3 separate regions of the Sus scrofa genome follow, and all the other regions are linked to region 1. A link is a contact called in public Hi-C and HiChIP or PLAC-seq data. All regions are on one chromosome and are shown on one strand. Each heading gives the region's core, a stretch centred on a gene start, on an enhancer-like site or on the middle of the called end of the contact. The rest is flanking DNA. Distances are from core to core; before and after follow the strand shown. Region 1 overlaps JARID2 (protein Jumonji). Region 2 holds the start of JARID2 (protein Jumonji). Region 3 overlaps JARID2 (protein Jumonji).

The links. Hi-C and Micro-C count contacts between places; a contact is called where the count stands out from the background. HiChIP or PLAC-seq counts read pairs in DNA pulled down with a chosen protein or histone mark.
Region 2: a contact with region 1 is called in an H3K27ac HiChIP or PLAC-seq map of alveolar macrophages. The contact joins the promoter of JARID2 here to the enhancer-like site in region 1. A contact is called at or near these places in 2 of 5 promoter capture datasets (fetal liver and liver), 10 of 47 Hi-C or Micro-C datasets (alveolar macrophages, embryonic fibroblasts, fetal heart ventricle and 4 more) and 2 of 2 datasets of contacts at active chromatin or transcription factors (alveolar macrophages and skeletal muscle).
Region 3: a Hi-C map of embryonic fibroblasts shows a contact between it and region 1, with 1.9 times the contacts expected there. The contact joins two enhancer-like sites. A contact is called at or near these places in 12 of 47 Hi-C or Micro-C datasets (alveolar macrophages, embryonic fibroblasts, epiblast stem cells and 5 more) and 2 of 2 datasets of contacts at active chromatin or transcription factors (alveolar macrophages and skeletal muscle).

Annotation. Positions count from the first base shown.
Region 1 is chr7:11,533,415-11,536,508 of Sscrofa11.1, reverse strand. All of the region lies in intron 4 of JARID2 (protein Jumonji), which reads right to left. Among named protein-coding and RNA genes, the nearest start is that of JARID2, 180 kb to the right of the region's middle. Within about 2 kb of position 1,663, at least 17 of the 83 cell types and tissues checked have an H3K27ac peak or open chromatin away from gene starts, as enhancers often do. A contact at or near this core is called in alveolar macrophages, embryonic fibroblasts, fetal liver and 1 more, where this site is marked.
Region 2 is chr7:11,356,732-11,359,825 of Sscrofa11.1, reverse strand. JARID2 (protein Jumonji) reads right to left here and starts at 1,583. Exons shown (of 19, transcript XM_021100205.1): 1 at 1,449-1,583.
Region 3 is chr7:11,374,881-11,377,974 of Sscrofa11.1, reverse strand. The region is part of intron 2 of JARID2 (protein Jumonji); the gene reads right to left. Among named protein-coding and RNA genes, the nearest start is that of JARID2, 18 kb to the right of the region's middle. Within about 2 kb of position 1,469, at least 12 of the 83 cell types and tissues checked have an H3K27ac peak or open chromatin away from gene starts, as enhancers often do. A contact at or near this core is called in embryonic fibroblasts, where this site is marked.

The sequences.
Region 1 (3,094 bases), core at 414-2,913:
ATACGTATGCTGCCTTGCACGTCAGAAGGCAGGGCTGGAAAAAAAAAAAATAAAATAGAGATGTTTTTAAAAGATGGCACAATTCCAAAAGCTGTTCCATAATTCCCTTAAACGACTAACAACAATATCATCTATACGCTGCTTCCTTAGGACCTAATCCTTCCGATTAAAATCACTCATTTTAAAAAACACCTGAACTTCCTTCAAAACGCCGAGATATCCTGAGGAAGGCTAACCGAACCACTTAGAAATATACTCATCACCAAAACGCCAAGGAGAAGGCGAGCACTGCAACCCCAACACCATCACCACCCCCGCAAGACATTCCAATGGCTCACAAATACTGCACTCCCTCAGAAAGCAGGCATCAGAGAGAAAGGAGAAGAGCAAAAGCACAAAATATCTGCAAGACACATGCTGCATCTTCCCCAGACAAACAGGGTTTAGAGGTGAACCCACACACCTGGTATGAGAAGTAAAATGCAGAACCACTTCTGATCCCGCTAATAAAATGGTGCCATTATGTGGGGTTTGGTTTTGTTTTGTTTTAAAGTCTGATGCAGCATCCTGAAATGTCAAAGAACCAAGGCTGCCTGGAAACCCTGACTCTGTCATGATCAAGGAAGTATTTGACATTGACTTCTTTTGTGTTCTAGAAAGCAACCATGTCAAATTTGAGACGGATCATCATTAATCAACAATTAAAGCGGCAACAAAGCCCTTTTGTTCTGTCAGTCACAAGTGTCATATGTGCTATAGCTTACACCAGTGGAAAGCCACCAGTTTTGGCACCTCAAGGCAGCATAATCTTCTTTTCAGGACTCCAACTCCAAACCATTTGCAGGATCTAGGAGTTGCAAATGCTCTTCTCCACAAAGACTGCTGGGTTCAGGGCGGTCTTGAGCAAAAACTGTATCTTACAGCAAAAAAAAAAAAAAGGTAACACAAGTCAGAGGGCCAACACATGGAAGTTTAAAATCTTAATCCAGCCGGGATCTGGCCAAAGAAATTCCTAATACACTATTGTAGTTACAAGGTGTGAACAAATTATCAAAAGTACATTCAGTTGTAAAAGCCCCAAAGAGCCAGTTGAAATGCTGATCTGTCTTTCTATTCTCTCTTCAGATGGGGCTGCCAATTTTGTTTTTAAAAATACTATTTCAACAAAACCCCTAGCAGTTTCTCAATTTTAGGTTACTCAATACCCGGCTGCACACTGCCAGAGAACTCCTCAAATCCTGGCAGAGACGACAGCTGGGACAAGTGAATGACTCCGGGAGACAAGAACCACATTTTCCTTCGTTCTTTAACAAAAGTTAAAACAAGAAGTTCATCCTGCAATGCTGCACAGCTCATTCATTTAAAAAAAAAAAAAAAAAAAAATCCAGCAGAATCGGAAGCAGTCTGAGGAGTCGATCCTATAGGGCTTTGCCACCAGAAACATTCTCCACGGAGTTGCACAATGGGTAAGATTCGAAACTTCATCATCACAGGACAGACCAAAGCACAAAGGCAGTGCTCAGAAGGCCAATGAGTCCCTGAAAGATACGGAGTAGGCTTCCTTCAGCTTCTCACATCCTCTGCCTCTAGGACAGGAAGGACTGTAATATTTAAAGGCTGGCAAATAGAAAAGGGATTCTGGACAATTTCCCCACCCACTGGAAATCCCATGAAGTAGCCAACAAGCACCAATAGATGGCAGTAGAGAGTCTTCAGTCACCAGTCTGGGGATGGCCCTGAAGAAAAGGGGGAATTCTGACTTTCACACATTTATGACAAGTCTAAGCATTAACCAATTTTTAGGAGTGCGCTAAAATCTGACACCAGCTAAGAAACCAGCCACGGTTTACATCAAGTAGGAGATGAACAATTTTATTAGCAATACCCTTTGCTAATAAGGAACAACTCAAGTTCCCTGCCTGCTTATGGAAAATAAACAGCAACTCACAATTCAACATTTTATATGCTGACAATATACCTAGGGCTAAAATCCACTGGACTGTTTTCTGAAATACATCCCTCCCTCAAAAGTGATTTAGTACCACTCAGAAAAGTAAGAAAAGGCAAAATTAAAGCAAGGCACTATGTTCTAACATGCTTCCTTCACTCAGAATCATGGAGGACTCCGACAGAAACTTCTTTAGCAGGCTGAACATAATCACGTGTCATTTGCAACATATGGGTGTTAATGAGGCTACCACCAACCCAGTGCTGAGTGAGAGTCTGTCCCATGGCAGAGATGCTCACGTCCACACAGGGTCTCTTCCTGAATGTTTATCAAAGAGGTCTAGGTCTTTATGACAACTGCCAAGAGATGAGGACACATGATCATAATTAAAGAATCTGCTAATCACTAACGAATACAGGAAGAGCCATCATCCTCCTTTTTACTGTCTGTGCTTTGTGATCCTGGAGTAATGGGACGTTCTCCCAATGGAAAACAGGTGCTCAGGCAGCATCCAGACTCAAGACTCAGCCCAGGCTCACCGTCACTGGAGGCTGCCATGACAGATCCAGCAGACACAACAGGGGACAGAAGTTTAAATAAAAACACTGGAAATTGTATCAATTCAAAGGAGGCAAAAGAAGCCATGGCATAGAAATCATTTTCTCTCTCTCTCTTTGTTGTTGTTGTGGCTTTTTAGGACCGCACCTGCGGCACATGGAGTTTCCCAGGCTAGGGGTCAAACCAGAGCTACAGCTGCTGGCCCACACCACACCCACATGGGATCCAAGCCACATCTTCGACCCACACCACAGCTCATGGCAACGCCGAATCCTTAACCCACTAAGCAAGGTCAGGGACTGAACCCGAAACCTGATGGTTCCTAGTCGGATTCATTTCTGCTGCACCACAACAGGAACTCCGAGAAATCACTTTCTTTTCTGACAATACCTAGCATACCCAAAAGCGACACTGAATTTCTACCAACATTCGAGGTTGCACGAGGTCAGACCAGGAAGCAGAAACCTCCTTCCAAATGGCATTGCTGCATCAAACCAGACCGGCCAGGAGAATGGAGGCCGATTCCAGGGCAACAGTCCCCCACATTTACACTCATCCCGGGACCTCAGACACCTCCATAAAAGGGGG
Region 2 (3,094 bases), core at 334-2,833, 180 kb after region 1:
GGCGGCGGCGGCGGCAGCACCACAGCGAGGGCTCGCCGAGTCTCTTTTTTCCAAGCCCCCTAACCAATGAGAGAGAAGCTATCCAGCCCAACTTTAAATGGACTCTGCTTTTATACAAGTTAGGGCTCCTCGGGTAATTCCCTGCCGGAGGCCAGCCGAAAACTCCCACAGCTGGGCCACCAGGCGCCCGCCTACCCCGGCACCGACCGCCCCTGGCCGGGCTCCGAGGACCCCTGCAGCTGGGTCGACCAGACATCCAAGAGGCCTCGACGAACCTTGCCCAGGCTACCCCTCAAGAATCGCTCCCACGCCAAGCCTAGGAGTGGAATTGAGAGAGGCTCCCTAGCTCAATGCATGGCACGCTCGGTCGCTCCACCTCACCCCCTTTCCCCAGCTTGCCGCTCACCCCACAGCCGCCGCACGCTAACCCCCGCCATTGCCCTCTTGTCTACCTGCAGCCGGGCTGCTGGGTGCCAGTGCCCCAGAACGCCCGGCCCCGGGGAGAGCCGCCTATTCCCGGGGCACCTTAGAATGGTCCCCTCGATCTTCTGGAAGTTGTAGTCTCCCGACTACAAAATGGCTATGGCCACGGGAGCTGAGAACTACAATTCCCAGCCTGCCCCGCAAGCCTGTCACTCAAACCCCCCTCCCTCCTCCCCGCCCCCTCCCCCTCCCCATCGCAGGCTCTGCCAACAAACGCTTGGACGTGTCCCGCGTGTGACACTGCGAGAGGCTGGCTCGGGATTGGCCCGCGGAGCGTGTGGTCCGCGAGCGAGGAACTCCCCACGCCGGCCCGCCCCCGCCCCCAGGTTCCCGGCCACGGCCCCCCTCCCCCCGCGGCGGCCGCCCCCCTCCCCGCACGCCCCGCCCCCACCCACGGCGCGAACCGCCTGTGGAATCGAGGAATCGCGCGCGCGCGCGCGCGCCGGCCCGCGCCGAGCGGCGGGGGAGGGACGCGCGGCGTCTCCGGGGAAGGCCTCGGAGCGGGGCGGCGCGGGGGGCGGTGGCAGCGAGGGGTTGGAGCCCGTCCTAAGGAAAACTGGGCCACGCACCAAGAGGAATCCTCGGTGCGAACTAGTTGATCGGCGGCGCCTGCTGCCTCGGCGGCGCAGCCGGTGTCACCTCAGGACACCGCCTCGCGTTTTCGCACGGAGCGTGCCGCGGTCGGGCTCGGGGGACCCTGAGGTCACCTCTGCACGCGCCCCGCGGCCGCACGCGCCCCCACGCTCGGAAAGGCCACCTCCCGGCGCGCGAGGTCGACGTCGGGGGTGCGGGCAGGGGGGCCAAAAGGGAAGCCCCTCGTCGCCGGCTCCTACGAAAGACCCCCCGACTTTGAGGAGATCGCGCTGGGTCCCGGCTGGTCCCGGCGTCTTTTGCGCCTGTGAGCGAGAGGAAAACGAGGGGGAGACCGGTGGCGTACGGACCCCGAGCCCCACAGACGTGCTCACCGCGAGGAAGCATCGGGAGTATCAACCGCGGCAGCCGGGCGAGAGCCTGCCTTCTACCTGCCTCTGGCTTGTGGTGCCGACCTCATCGTTGCTGGAAACGAAGCCGGAGGCCCTCGTGTCTCTCTTATGGCCTTTGCTTTCTGAACAACTTTGCCAAGTCGCTCTTAGCCATTCTGCGTTGTCAATTTCCTCGTTTTCACCGTGGTTTTCCAGAAGTAGTGTTTAAAATGAGCCTCTCCCAGGCAGTCCTTTAAAGAAATGAAAAGTGGGATGACTGCGCCCTCACATTCATTCCCCGTAACATTCAGTTCTCATTCCTTGGATTCGCCTTACCTCTAAAGTATCACAGTTGTGAGGTTTTGTCTACAGCAATGTTCGAAAAGAGAACCCAGTGTCTAAGAAGGTCTCAGAAACTGGAGGTGAGAGACCGGGTTTCAGATCACCCCTGCCCCTTCCCGAAAGCTAGATGGCCTCTCTGAGCTGGTCAGTTTCCTCATCTGCAAATTAGCGATCAATAAGCATTGTGGGGTGGATTATATAATAATTACGTTAACCCAGCTAAGAACCATTTTACTGAAAGTTTTCGGTAAATGAAATAAAATGCTGCTTTAAAATTGTTTCATTATTACTTTACCTTTTAAAAAATCTGCTTTCTAAATTGAAACAATTTGTCATAGGTTCATTTCACATTCAGAAAAATAAATGACCTTCTGTGCCTTCCTTTGGCAAAACTTGGCCGATGCTGTTTGCTGAGGAGGGGACCAATAGAACAGACTCCACTTTTCCTTATTGGCCACCCAAGTGACTTTATGGTTAGGTTACAAGGAGGTGGTTTCAAAAGACTTTCTGATCATTATGACCCATATATTGGCAGTCTCCACTTCTCCACACTCTTAGGGTTTTAACCAGCTTTCAGGAGGTTTAATGTCGGATCTGTCCTTCCCCAGGCAAAATATTAAAGAACAAAGGTGGGTTTCTTCTAGGTTCCCTCAGCCACTCCCTAAGGCTGGACTGCTCCGGTCCTGGGCCTGTCAACTCCCCTGCTGGGCTACCAACTCCAGGTCACCACATTTGAAAAACCATCCCAGTTTCAGCTTGAAAGGGAAAGGAAGGAATTGCTCCTTCCCAAAAGATTTGGATAACATTAGTGTTGTGTTCCCTGAAAAGGGAAATAGATTGGCTCTTTTAGCAGTTGAAAGCCTTTCCTGTTGTGGAAGTAGCTGTCTCCTGATGAGCTTCCTTTCCCTGCCATCTTGGCAAGACCGTGTATTACCTTTCCTGTCTTTTTCCTCCTCTTTTTCATTTTCTATTAATCTGATTCACTCTCTGTGCTGATGATTTTAACACCTCCCAGCTCTTATCTTGACCTCTTCAGGTCTCAGGGTGGGGGAACACATTTCTAGGTACAGGGCTTCCGCAGGACTTATATGCCAGCAGTGGCCTCATCCATGAGGACACAGCAAGAGAGGCCAAAGTCCTTTGTGAAGAAACACGGAGTAGAAAAGGCAGACTCTGGAATCAATCATGATAGCTGTAAACAGGGCTGTATTTGCACCATGGAAAAGGTGTTAAAGGGAATACATAGCTGAGGTGATCAGGAATGAGGAGTTTTGAAGGATGAGTAGGAGTTCAGCAGCTTGAGATAA
Region 3 (3,094 bases), core at 220-2,719, 160 kb after region 1:
TGATACCGTTACTAAGGAACATTTTTTGACACTGAACTTGACCACTGCATAATAACTAAGATCCCCAAATGCTAACACTCTGGTCTTTGGCCTCCTACCACCAGGAACCTGAGGAAAGGCACTCCCAGAAAACCAGCACCGGCACTGTCCATGCCTCCAAACGCTTCCAGCACCCTCAGGTCACGGGAAGGGTCCCCCTCATGCCACCTCTATCACCTCATGCTTCCTATAAACACTCAAAAATGAGCAAAAAGTGCCCAATTCAAACAGCAGACTGATCTCAATAATTTCACCCTGACCTGGGCAACACAAATCTGGAAAAGACTCAGAAGTGGCAAAAGAAAACATGGTACCATACGTACCCTCTTGCTGAAAAGAACACCCATTTCTTAAATGAGTTTATTCTGAGGGCCTTTTTTGATCTCTCAGGTATTTTTCATTTAGGTCACAGGCTTGGAAGGAGCAGGAAAATCAAGCAGGATTTCTGGGCATACAGTGGTTCCACTCCCCAGTCTTCTGCCAAACAAGGTCTACCCTGGTAACCACGACAGTCAAAACCAACGGTAAGTCAGGAAAACAGTTCCCCGGTCCTTCTCTGCTCTGAGGCCAGGTTTTTAACTCACTCAACTCTCCCAAACTCTAAGAGGTAGAGGCTGTGCAGATGTACCTGAGAGCCCTCAATCCAAAACATCTGAGCACCCACTAAAAGCCAATCACCCCATGGTGACACCCCAAGCCCTACTACCTTCTCATGCCAAAGCACGCTGAGCCTGTGCCAACAGCGTGTAGAGCCTGCAATGAGGTTGAGGAAATAAGCCCCCTGTTGGCAACCCAGGCACGGCGGCAGTCAGGGAAAACGAGTGTCCTGCCCCCAAGGGCAAGGCCGGAGAGGGCCCTGGGCAGCACTGAACAGAACTCAGAAGGTTCAGGGATGCAGGCCAAAAGCTTAGCAGGTAAGTCAAAGAGCAGTAAATAAGCAGAGCAATAATCTAGATGTGCAAGACTGTCTAACTGAGGTGTTCCAAGAGAAATGCCAGCAGCAGCCCCACACAAGACCTGGACACAAATGCTCACAGCAGCACTATTCACAAGAGCCAAAAGGTGGCAACAACCCAAATGCCCATCAGCCGATGGGTGAGCAAAATGTGGTATCTTCATCCGATGAAATACTATTTGGCCATAAAAAGGAACTGACTTCTAATGAACACGTCCAGAATAGGCAAATTCAGAGATACAAAGTAGATGAGTGGTTGCCAGAGACTGGAAAAACTGGGGTGAGACGTGGAGTGACTGCCAATGGGTATGGAGTTTCTTTTCGGGGTGATGAAAAGGTTCTAAAATTGATCGTGGTGAAAGCTGCACAACTCCGAATATACTAAAAACCACGGAACTGTTACGGGGGAAAAAAACCACATTCGCATCCAAAATCACTCAGGGAAGACTGAGATGCCTAGCATGCCTTTCGCCTTGAACCACCAGTGGAACGCCAAGAGAAACATAGTTGAAGAACTGCCAAAAGAACTGGAATAAGCTGGGGATATAAGAGAGTTTTTTAAAAAGAAAGGCTAAAAGGGGCTGACACTTTGCTAAAGATACAGCAGCCAAGGACAGTAGCGTATGCCAAGAATACACACATACACACACACACACACACACACACACACACACACACACTGTAGCTAGACTGCAAAGTGGAATAAGAAGTAACTTAAATCTCCCAAAAAATAAAAACTGCAACGGTAGGATTCCCATCCCCCTGCAGATATGTTGTGGGCTTTAATTAAGAACATGACAGCCTACCACTTAAATATATTTATCCAATGTCAGTGCCTACTCAAGACAAGTCCCTTAAATTAGTCTTAAAACCATCTTTGGATTTGTAAATTGGGTGGGAAGCAGTTGGAGGAGGGACTCCAAAAGTACACTTGGTATCACTTATCAGCCTTAGAAATCTTCTCAAAACCACTCAACAGGAAGGAGTCTGTGCCATAGACGGTGGGGGGAAAAAACCACCATGAACCACCATCCCAGGCCTCCCCTGGGCCTCATATAACGCCTGCCTGGAGAAACAAGCACTTAGGCCTGCTAAGGTGTTCTGTTCTTAATTGCAATGCCCTCCGTGTACACAAACAGAGGAAAAGGACTCCTCTTACAATAGGTACCATTAAGGTCTTCATTTGTATTAAACCACTGTAAGCAAACAATGTTCTGCTGTAAAGCTTTTGCAAGTCAAAGATAATGGCCTTCCTTGGTAAACTGACTGTTCTTTATAATCATCATTATTTATACTCCCAAGAGGCTTTGCCTCCTGCTCCTATAAATTCTGGAAGGAAATAACATGACAACTTCAGCAAGTCTCATGTTAGAAGGAAAAGAAAAAGGCTAATTCTAGCGTAGAAAATGTGTTTCATTTTGACCTAGTCAATGTTGGGGGAGCAAGGGCGTTATTTAATTGGAGCAGGGAGGAGAATTTGGAAAGAGGAGAAAAACCCACCACTTTTCAGCTCCAGATATTTCCAAGTCAGACCCCTTCTCCCCACCTCGAGAAAGGCTTTCTAGCTGACCAGAGCCAAAAGAAAACCCGTTTTAATAACATCATTAGAGCTCTGATTTATCACAAGCACAAGAGACTGCGCTTTTCTGGAAGCTCTGCAAGTCCCACATTTGTATGAGGAGTTCCTGTGGAACTAAGATGATGATGTTTACGTGGGGGGGTGGGCAGAGTGGGGAGCAGACAGTCCAGGAGAAAGAAACAGGTATCCCTAACCTCTTGCACCAGGAGTCTTGGCTCGTGGCCCAGATACACCCAGAGCGCAGAGTCTGGGACGATCAGGCTTGAGCATTCTTCACTTCAAGCCTTCCTTTCCCTCCACCAGCCACCTTTCAGATTCCACTGAAGTTTCATTTTGAGGATTACAATACAGAATGAGTATCTGAAAACATTTGTAAAGACGCAGATGCTGGATCCCGCAGTAACATTTACCAATCGCTACCCCCAAAGAAGTTCATTTATCAAATCCAGACCCTCCCTGGGCCTCTGGCGTGGTGGAAAAAGGTGATATTAAACTGCGCTGGCATTTAAACAGAAATCTGA